Regions from separate parts of the Sus scrofa genome. Here region 1 is linked to region 2. Evidence: chromatin contacts called from public Hi-C data. All regions are on one chromosome and are shown on one strand. Each heading gives the region's core, a stretch centred on a gene start, on an enhancer-like site or on the middle of the called end of the contact. The rest is flanking DNA. Distances are from core to core; before and after follow the strand shown. Region 1 holds the start of KCTD5 (BTB/POZ domain-containing protein KCTD5). Region 2 holds the start of PRSS27 (serine protease 27).

What was found. A called contact is a pair of places that touch in the nucleus more often than the background predicts.
Region 1: a Hi-C map of embryonic fibroblasts shows a contact between it and region 2, with 2.0 times the contacts expected there. The contact joins the promoter of KCTD5 here to the promoter of PRSS27 in region 2. A contact is called at or near these places in 1 of 5 promoter capture datasets (liver), 8 of 47 Hi-C or Micro-C datasets (embryonic fibroblasts, liver, mesenteric adipose tissue and 3 more) and 2 of 2 datasets of contacts at active chromatin or transcription factors (alveolar macrophages and skeletal muscle).

The regions. Positions count from the first base shown.
Region 1 is chr3:39,426,467-39,431,492 of Sscrofa11.1, forward strand. KCTD5 (BTB/POZ domain-containing protein KCTD5) reads right to left here and starts at 3,142. Exons shown (of 6, transcript XM_013987853.2): 1 at 2,842-3,142. The coding sequence starts at 3,093. PDPK1 (3-phosphoinositide-dependent protein kinase 1) reads right to left here. Exons shown (of 14, transcript XM_021086751.1): 14 at 3,462-5,026.
Region 2 is chr3:39,392,376-39,397,255 of Sscrofa11.1, forward strand. PRSS27 (serine protease 27) reads left to right here and starts at 2,639. Exons shown (of 7, transcript XM_021086750.1): 1 at 2,639-3,020; 2 at 4,380-4,406; 3 at 4,724-4,828. The coding sequence starts at 2,969.

The DNA of each region.
Region 1 (5,026 bases), core at 1,892-4,391, 35 kb after region 2:
ACCGCAGCCCCCGCCCCCTTTAACCTGAGGGGTTTCCAGCCCCCAAGCAGTAGTATTTCCTGTTTGCCCTTAATGTCCAAAGCCTCTCCACACTGAAGCAGGCACGGATTCAGCTCTGAACACACGCTGCCCTGTCTTCAGCAACGCCCGGGGCCAGGCGCTGCAGATACAAAGAGACAGACGTGGCCCAGGTGTTTACCGAGCACTTCCGGGAAGCAGCCCGACACCTGGCTTGCCCCCCCCGGGGGGGGGTGCTGGGAGAGAGGAGCAACCCAGGATGGCCGAGGAACAGATGCCAAAGTGAATAATGCAGACGCAGCCCTGCCGGGGGAAGCACCCGGGAAGAAGTGAGAATTCACACTCTTCACACTCGGACTAGCCCTAACGAGGGGGTCAGGGCAGCAACGGGCCCAGAGTCAGGACTTGAGACGAGAGGGCAAGGGTCGAGAGGCTTGGGGCTTGGCGGCCAGTGGGTCCCAGGTGCAGCCCAGCTCTGCACCTCCGCCCCCAGCAACCTGTCTGCGGGCTCTTCAAGGAAGCGCTCCTTCAGATAAATGTCCTGGGACCACCTCTCCTACACGGCTGCACGGCTGAGCTCCCCAGCAGACATTCTGCCCGGCAAGAGCAAGCTGCAGCCACACTCCCAGGGAACTCCCAACCCGGCAGGTTGCCGAGAGACTCCAGGGCTTCCGTTTCTTGGAACTCCTCCCCCTCAGATCCAACCCAACCCCTCACCCAAGCACTCGGCTGCAAGCCCAGGTGCTCAACCCTGAGTCAAAGGCCCAGCAGAAAATCTTCCACCAGGCCCTCCAGCCCCAGCATACCTGCCAGGTATGCGTTCATTAACCTTAACTACGAGGTCAGGGCCTGGACATTTTCCTCCGTGAATCAACATCCTGTTTCTCTTCCAGTCGCTTAATTACTAGTGTCCCACCCGTCCAAACACCCCTTCCCCTCCTCCACCCTCGTCCAGATTCCTCACTCAGGGTTTAATTATCGACAAGTGAATCTCTGGGACATTCTCTCATCAGAAACGAAGGGGGTAAAACCTAAGAAGGGGTCCCTTACACATTCGCTCATGGGTTGATGACCATGACTAATGGGAATTAGCCTTACGCCTTCCGGAAAATGCGCATCTGTGGCTAAAGCTAAAAACTTATCTTCCAGCAACTATTCTGAGACAGATGCTGTATCTGCTGCACTACCTTCACATTGTGAAGTGTGATTTCATAATGTGTAAATCAAATGTAGTTAAGTGGATGATGATGAAAGGGAGCAACTATAATATCGATATATTCTGAGATTAACTAATTACTTGCCCCAAAGGACTCCTATACAGTACATGATAATTGTTTTTAAATAGTCTCGAGACAGTAAAATAAAGAGATGAATTGCCTGAACTGTGCAAACTCTGAATCCGTCTAGTGCATTGACAGCCAGTGCCTCAAAACAACCCCGTGAACAAGAGCAATGTAAAATCGGACTCCATATGCACAACTGGAAAACGCTCAAGTAGAAATGCAAGGGAATGACCACTAAGACCCACTGTTTAAAAAGAAAAACAGAACAGTAAAACATACAGCCACGCTATAAAAGGAAAATCACAGCTAACAAAAGCCTGTTTCTATCCTGGAGATGCCTGTCATTTTCTGGGAGGCCAGTTCTCCGAGAGCGGAGCTTGGTCAAACGATCAGTGGACACAGCTGAGGCTTGGGGGAGGTGCGGGTGGGCGGCAGGAGCGCTGGCATCTCAACCCTAGTTCTACCCAGGACTGGTGGTTCTGTGGTCACTCGAGGTCTCATTTCCCGATCCTAAGGTCAGGCCACTCTGAGGATGATCTCGGTCGGGCTTCTGGATCTGGACAAGGGATCACACTCTTTCTGGGAAGCCTATGCCTGGCAAATGCTGGGCTGGCAAGGCACAAGGCCAAGGGCAATTACGTAGGCCCAAGCCAAAGGCAGGAAAGTTAGGATAAGGCCTGTGAACCGCCTAGGATACGTACAGGGAATAACTCTTCTTCCAGCACAGCCTTTTTTTGAGTTTCGATGCCATACAGCTGCCGAGACAATTCTTTAAGTAATAATCGAAACAGCTTCTATTATCACCTGCACAACAGTCTGATGAAACACAAGCAGCAAACCAACCTAGAAACTCCTATCCTTTTGAGAGAGCAGCAGGAAAACTAGGTTAATGAGAAAGTAGATTGAAAAAGATTTCCTATCTGGCCCTTCCTTGACACCCCTGAGCCACGCCTCAATATGAGCCACATTCCCTTCGAAAATCACTCTATGGACGGCACTTTTTGAGACTGTTGTGTGGGTGCGTGTTGTGGCTGAAAACGATGGAGCGCCAACTCCCTAAATGCAAGTCACTGAGAAAGGCAGGCCACTAGTATCAAACCCCACGCTAACGTTAAGTAAAACGTCTGGAATGTGAGAAAATGAGGGGAACATGGGGATTCGGGATTCCAGAGCCAGTCAGTACACCGGGACGGAGAAGAGAAGGTGCTCCCGGCGGGGGCAAAAGAACCTAGGAGAGAAAAGAAAGTAGATCCCAGCAGAGTCCGGGGTCTGGGAAACCTCCTCCGCGGAAGAGCAGAGGAGGGCGAGACAGACACCCCGAGGGGGAGTGGCTGGGGCTCTCGGAGGGCGGTGGGAGCCAGGGCGCCATCCTGTTCATCCTCGGCCCAGGACAGGGAGTCGGGGGCTCCGGTCGGGCTGGTGAGCAGGGGGCAGCGAGACCCGGAGCCGGGGCGGTTCTCTCAGAGTGGGTCAGGGGGTGTGTGTGGGGCCGCCGACGGGGGCGGCCCGAATCCTCCTGGCTGGCCCGCGCGGCCCTCACCTTGTCCGAGTCCAGGTCGGGGTCGGCCTGGCACAAACGGTACAGGAAGGATTTCGGATCCCGGCACAGCGTCTGCCGAGTGGTGAGGAAGTAGGTGCCGCCGACGTTGAGCCGGACCCATTTGGACACGTTGCCGGGGCGCTGGGCCAAGGTGCCGAGCCCCGCGCTGCAGCGGCGGCACAGGCTGCCCCCCAGCCCCGCCCCGAGGCCGCCCGGGGCCGGCGGCAGCAGCTCGCAGTGACTCTCCGCCATGATCCCAGCAAGCCCGGCCACAGCTCCCCTCTGCCGGAAGCGTCCGGCCTTTAATACAGTCCTCCGGGCTCTGTCCCGCCCACGGGTCCGCCCTCGTAAGGCGCCCACCCCGGCGTCACGCGGGAGGCGGAAGTTCCGGTCCGGAAAAGCGGCCGGCCGTGCCCCCTTCCGGCCAAGTCCGGCGCGGCGTGGTCCGGCATCGCCCTTGTGGGCAGGCGGCGGTGGAGCCCGGCGTCGCGCTTGAGAGGGGCTGGCCGGTCTTCGCCGGGCGCGCGCTGTGCCCGAACACCCTGTTCCTGGCCCCGAATTCAGGTCGCCCTGCGACGCCCGACCCGCGCCCCGGCCAAAGAAAGCTACATCAGTGAGCGTCTACATTCTACATGCTTTTTTATTACAAGGCTACCGAGCATACGTGGAAAATTCATCATCCGGTAACTACACCTAAAGCACAAATATTTGAAAAAAAAGAATAAACAGATTCATTAAATTATGATATGATTAAATCATCGACCAAATAGAAAATTTATATAATAAAGCCAGAAAAAAAGTTGTAAAATATAGTTTACAATAATTATTCACATTCAAGGCTGTACATCAATACATACAACAACGTGGCCCGAACATGAATTCAACCCAAATAATTCATATATTAGATTTTAAATAACACAGACTGAACTAGAGGCCAACAATAGCCAGCAAATAACCTTATATAAGAATAAAAATACAAAAGTGTATATCCTAATATCATTGCATTATTTGTTTCCGTAAGTTTTTTTTTTTTTTAATATTTGCTTTGCCTGTACATCACAGTTACAGCTACAGACCAGGTAGAGAATATTACACATGTTCTGACTGCCACCAACCTGAAAGACAGCTAGCATACTACTGATTCATCCTATTTTGTGTTGTTAATAGCTACAGCAGCTCTAAATATTGCGAAACTTTGATTTTGTCAGTGTCCAATCAAACGTAGGATCATGGCAGAGGCTTTTCACCAGCAAAATGGCCCCTACTTATAGTCAGGCAGCCAGAAGGGTTAGACGAGGGTGGACCCCACAGCTAAAAAAGGTGCGCCTTTTGTAAAAAGTTCTCTGTACATAAAGTTTGGTCGTTCTTCATACTGAAGAAATGAGTTCTGGGTAAATTCTGGTACACATGAGGCCTGTTTAGTTGCCCACCATGGCTGTCTGAACTACAGGTAAAACTGCCCTTTGCCGGAAGAGCTTCCTCCCCAGACCAGTTCTCCACAGGCAGCCTAATTTACAACCCTGCACTCTTGGGCCAGCAGCCTGCACCCTCAGAGGCTCTGGGAGTGACACCTGCCCTGATTTAAGGCACTTGCCATGGAGTCTGCCTAAGGGGCAAGGGCCACACCCACCTGAGTCACCATCAGTTCATGTTAAGTTTGGATATGAAAAGAAACAGTATGGCAAACCGCATATATACAGCACTATCTCCAAGAATAGTACCTGCACACACTCTCCATGCTCTCCCAGTGGCTGCTGCCTCTGCCTCAGTCTGTGGACTGTCCCCGGGAGAAGGGAATTTGGGGTGTCAGAGGAAGGTAGGAGACCTAATTCCACACAATCCAGCCGGCGTCTCTGGCATAGTCAAGTGGCACTAAGCGTGGCACCTCGAAAAATCTCATGCATGTTTCCCCTCAGAATTGACAGACCCCAAACTAAACAGGAGAAAGGAAGAAAACCCAATTTGGGGGGTCTGGACTTTAAAGACAACTAGACGACCTGCAACACTGGGGCCGGGGCCGGGGGCGGGGGGACAGGGGAGGAAAACCCTTAAGTCCTTCTCAGCCGGGTCCATCATGTTCTACCATGAAGAGGCCTGGCCAGGGTGCTCTGCTGAGCCGCTGGGCCTTGGACGCTCCGAGTCCTACGATGGGAAGAACAAGGGGGCAAACACTCTTCTGTAAAAT
Region 2 (4,880 bases), core at 1,389-3,888:
CTTTGCCGCATTTCCTGCAAATATTTATCCTATTGTTCGCCTTTGTACTTTGAAACCGATTATTTTTCTAGTGTATGGGCCATCTCCTTTGTGTTGCCTACTGTGACTATTTTTTGTTGTTCTTTGTTTGTTTTTGCCTTTTAGGGCCATTCTCTCTGCATGTGGAAGTTCCCAGGCTAGGGGTCAAATCAGAGCTACAGCTGCCAGCCTACGCCACAGCCACAAGCAACGCGGGATCTGAGCCATGTCTGCGACCTAAACCACAGCTCATGGCAATGCCAGATCCCTGACCCACTGAGTGAGGCCAGGGATCGAAACGGATTCCTCATGGATATTAGTTGGAGTCGTTTTCACTTCGCCACAACGGGAACTCCCTCTGCTGTGACTTCTAACATTAAAAAACCCTTCCCCTTCCAGAGGTGGTAAAAGCTCATTTCTGGCTTTGTTTTTTGGCTGCTCCAGGGCATATGGAGCTCCCGGGCAAGGGATCAGATTCCAGTCACAACCTTGAAGTAAACTGCAGCTGTGGCAACACCAGAAGGTCCTTAACCCACTGTGCCAGGCTGGGGACTGAACCCGCTCCCAAGACACTGCTGATCCCTTCGTGCCACAGTGGGAGCTCCCATTTGTGTTTTAGGAGGAAGTGACAAAACACACTTAGGGCTCTGAGTCCCTCTGGTCTCCAATCCACCCCTCTGTTTGGCAGGTGGAGTGAGGAAGGCACCTGGCTTCCAGCTCACCCTACACCCCCACCCAGCTCCCTGCACAGCGGGGGGTCTACAGCCTCAAGGGTGTCAGGAGTGACACGAGATGCTGTTTCTCTAGCCACCGGAGTCCCTGGTGTCCCCACTTTCTGATCACATCTTAACTTTTGTTACTTTCTTGATTTCAAGGCAGCACCTTCTTAGAAATGGCTTTGGGGGGGGGGGAAGGCAGAGGAAACCTAGAAAGACACCTGAGAGGAAGTATTTAGCCCCAAACAATCTTGAAGGCCTCTGAAATCCAGAGAACTGATCATCAGGTGCCTGGTGAAATGCGGTGACACAGACGTTTTGAAACACTTTCCAAAATTTCTGATTAGACATTTTCACCTCAATCCTCTCTCCTCCACTCGGCTCACCTCCAATTGCCCCATGCCTGGAACAGTGCTGGGTCTCAGTGGGCTCCAAGAATCCCTGGGAACGAGTCTGGAAGCCCTCTAGCCACGCGCTGCTCTCCCTCCCCGAGGGACTCCCGCTCACGCAGACAGGCCGCCCGGACTCCGGGACGCCGCGTGGAGGGGGCGCAGCGGAGGGACCCGGGAGGCAGGGGGGCGCAGGAGGAGGGCGCCAGCGCCCGGGCAGCCGTCCCCCGTCGAGGGTGGCGCCCCCTCTTCCCCCGAGGGCTGCGGGAGACGCGGAGACGGAGGGGAGGTCGGAGGGCAGGAGCGGAGGAGTGGAGGAGCAGGAAGGGCTGGGGCTGGGAGTTGTGCGAGGAAGACAGACAGCGCGGAGCCGAGCCTCCCGCCCCAGCGGCCCGGCGCTGCTGCCGGCGGCCCCTAGAGGGCAGTGGCGCGCTGACCGGGAGCGCCCGCCAAGGCCAAGGCCAAGGCCGGAGCGCGGAGATGGGGAGGGGGCGGAAAGTCGGCGACCTCGGCCGTCCCCGACTTCCGGGGCGCGCCGGCGCACCCCCAGGCCACGCACGCACCCACTGTGTGGGCGGGGAAACTGAGGCCGGGCTCTGCCGGTCATCCGGCGCTCCCCGCCCCAGCCCCCACCGGCTCTGCCCGACCTGGTCCTCGGCCGCCGGTCCCGGCCCGGCCTCGCCGCCGAGCCCCGGCTCCGGCTCTGACGTCAGCTCCGTGCCCCAAATAACTTCCTCCCAGAGCCGCTTCCGCGACGACTGCACGTCCTGGACCCGGCCAGCCGCTCCCAGGGCAGGGACACCTGGGGACGGTCCTCCTGGCACGGCCTTCCCAGAAGCAGCTTCCGCCCCGCCCACGCTGGCCTTCGCGTTCCGGGAACCCCACCCCCACCCCTGCGACGGCGGCGGGCAGGGGGCAGGGAGAGGCCGGTCAGGGTCACCCAGGGCCAGGCCTGGGACTGCTGGAACCCAGGTCTGGAGGGAGAGCCGGGGGGCGGGGAGGGGCGCTGGGGTCAGCGGCGGAGCCCGCCAGACGCTCCCGCTTAGGCTCAGGTGACCTGGCCCTTAGCCATCCTCCTTCCGGCAAAGCGCAAGCCCCAGTCCCGGACTGTTTGCGGCGCATGGCAGGTGCTCAGTAAATAAAAATAAATGAACGGATGAATGAAACAGAGAGGGTCGCGTGGTGGACCGCAGTCAGCTCAGGTGGGCCTGTGGTCAGCTGGAGAGTGTGGTCAGTCACCGTGGAGGCGGAACCCTTGCCACAAGCACTTAAATGGGGCACATGCGGAGTTCCCGTCGTGGCGCAGTGGTTAACGAATCCGACTAGGAACCATGAGGTTGCCAGTTCAATCCCTGGCCTTGCGCAGTGGGTTAAGGATCCGGCGTTGCCGTGAGCTGTGGTGTAAGCTGCAGATGCGGCTCGCATCCTGAGTTGCTGTGGCTGTAGTGTAGACCAGGGGCTACAGCTCCGATTGGACCCCTAGCCTGGGAACCTCCATATGCCGCGGGTGCGGCCCTAGAAAAGGTAAAATAAACAAACAAACAAATAAATAAATAAATGGGACACACGCACCCTGGCCCGCAAACCCTAAGGTGTTTTAGCATGAGAGGCCTGTCCCCTTGGGGTTCAGGGCCAGGCCATGGAGGAGTCGGGGTTCTGGGGTGCCTCCTTCCTGCCCAGAGGAACTGGGCGGGCCTGGCTGACAGGTCCAGCGGCATAGCCGAGCTGACACTCATCTCCAGCATAAAACCCCACTTCATGGAGCCCTACACATAGAGCTAGTGGTCACGGAGCTCCTGCCACAGCAGTCCCCTGCCCGGCAGGCACTCCAGCCAGGCTGAGACCATGGGGCAGGTGCCAGCTTTGGCCCTGCTCCTGCTGCTGCTGCTGCGGACTGGTGAGTCTTAGACATTGCAGGCATCTGTAAGGGCCTCTCTGTCCTACCCAAGCGGCAGCTAAGCCCCCACTCCCCGGCCAGGCCTCGGGCTGCAGCACCAGTCTCCCTTCCTGCCTCAGTGGGAAGATTCCGGAGGTTCCACAGGTGGAGTGAACTGGGGATGGGGGTGTGGGTGCAGGCGGGAGGACCAGGAGGCAGTGACACAGGCCGGATCCCATCCCTCCCCTTGCCTCAGGCAAATTACAGCCAAGCTGCTTCTGCCCCCTCTGGTCCTGGCCTCTCAAGATGAAAACGTGGTGCTGTAGGATCTGACCTCAAGACCGCTGGGCGCCAGCCAATCTCTGGGTCACTGACATCTGGGCCTGGGAAGGGTGGCTGGGTTGCCACCTGAGCCTGGTGAAGGCTCAGTGGGGGGCAGGGAGGACACACGGGGGTCCAGGTTCCTGCTCCGGCACAGAGGGAGGGAATTGGAGGAGCAGGCCCTGCACCTCCGGCCCTTCCCCCGCTCTCTTGGGTGAAGGTTGGCAAGGGCCAACAGGGGAGGTCGGGGGGGGGGGAATGCACCTGCCAGGCCCCTCCCAGCTGGGCGGGCTGCTCTCTGCCAGGGAAACTCTCCCGCATTCCTGGGCCAGCCTGGCCAGCCCAGCTGCCACCTTACTTCCCTGTCCTCAAGTCACCTCCCAGGGCCGGGCCAGGTCACCCCAGGCTGCAGCTTGGCCAGGGCTCCAGGCTTCCCACCAGGGAAGGAGGGTGCAGGCTTCCCACCAGGGAAGGAGGGTGCAGCCTCCCTGGGCTCCACCGGGCCTTGCCAGGCCTTGCTGCCCAGCTCCCTCCTCCCTCCCGGCCTCCTGGCACAGGGTCCTGTCCCACCCCTCCGGTCCCTTCACGTGGGCAGAGGTGCCCCGTCCAGCAGGGGTCCTGGGCTCCAGCTGCCAGCTGTATGAGAGGGGCTGCTCTGGGGAATCTGGGACGGAGCCAGGCTCTGCCCCCATCGCCCCCAGACTCAAGACAGAGCTGGAGACTTGCTCGGTCGGGAAGATAGTGTGAGAGGCCCTGGGCCTATGGCCAGCGGCCGGGGTGGAGAGTGGGAGACCCTGGCGCTCCAGAACCGGAGGCTGCGGTCCTGGGGGAGCTTCCAGACAAGGATGCGTGTGGGGTGAAGGGAAGGCCCTCGTGGGGCAAGGAGGAGCCATCCTGTCTCCAACAGGAGAGCCAGGCCATGACAGGGTGCCCTGGGTGGCCTCTCCTGCTGGTCCTCGGGAGACAGGCTGGAGGTGGAGCAGAGGCAGGGCTACACCAGGCAGATGCCAACCTCAGGGCCCACAAAGTTGGCTGATTACCTTCTTTGCTCACTTGCAGGGACTCAGGGGGCCGAAGCCTCAAGTGGTAAGCATCCAGGGCCCTTGCGGGGTAGACAGGAGTGGGCTTGTCTGAGAGCAGCAAGGCTGACCAGGAACGCACCCCCCCCCAACACCCACCCCAGGAGGCCAGGGTGAAACAGGCGGGGCACAGGGAATCCCGCAGGGCCAAAAGGAGCTGGAGCCCAGGTGGGTGGGCGGGCAGAAGGAGGGTCTGAGACGCGGTGCAGGTGGCACAAGAGGGCCATCGAGGCAAGAAGAACGGGGGAGGGTGGGAAGACGACAGGAAGGAAGTAAGGACAGACGCCGACACCATTCTGCTGTGACAATAACATACCCCCTCAGGGTCACCTACCCCATGTGGGATTGTCCCCTGTCTGTCAGGTCCTGGGACCAGATCTTTACCTGCGTCATCGTCATCCCAACATCCTCCCCCTACTCCCCACCGAGGTAGGTCTGATGTCACCATTTCACAGGTAAGGGGTGTGAGGCCCACGGGATG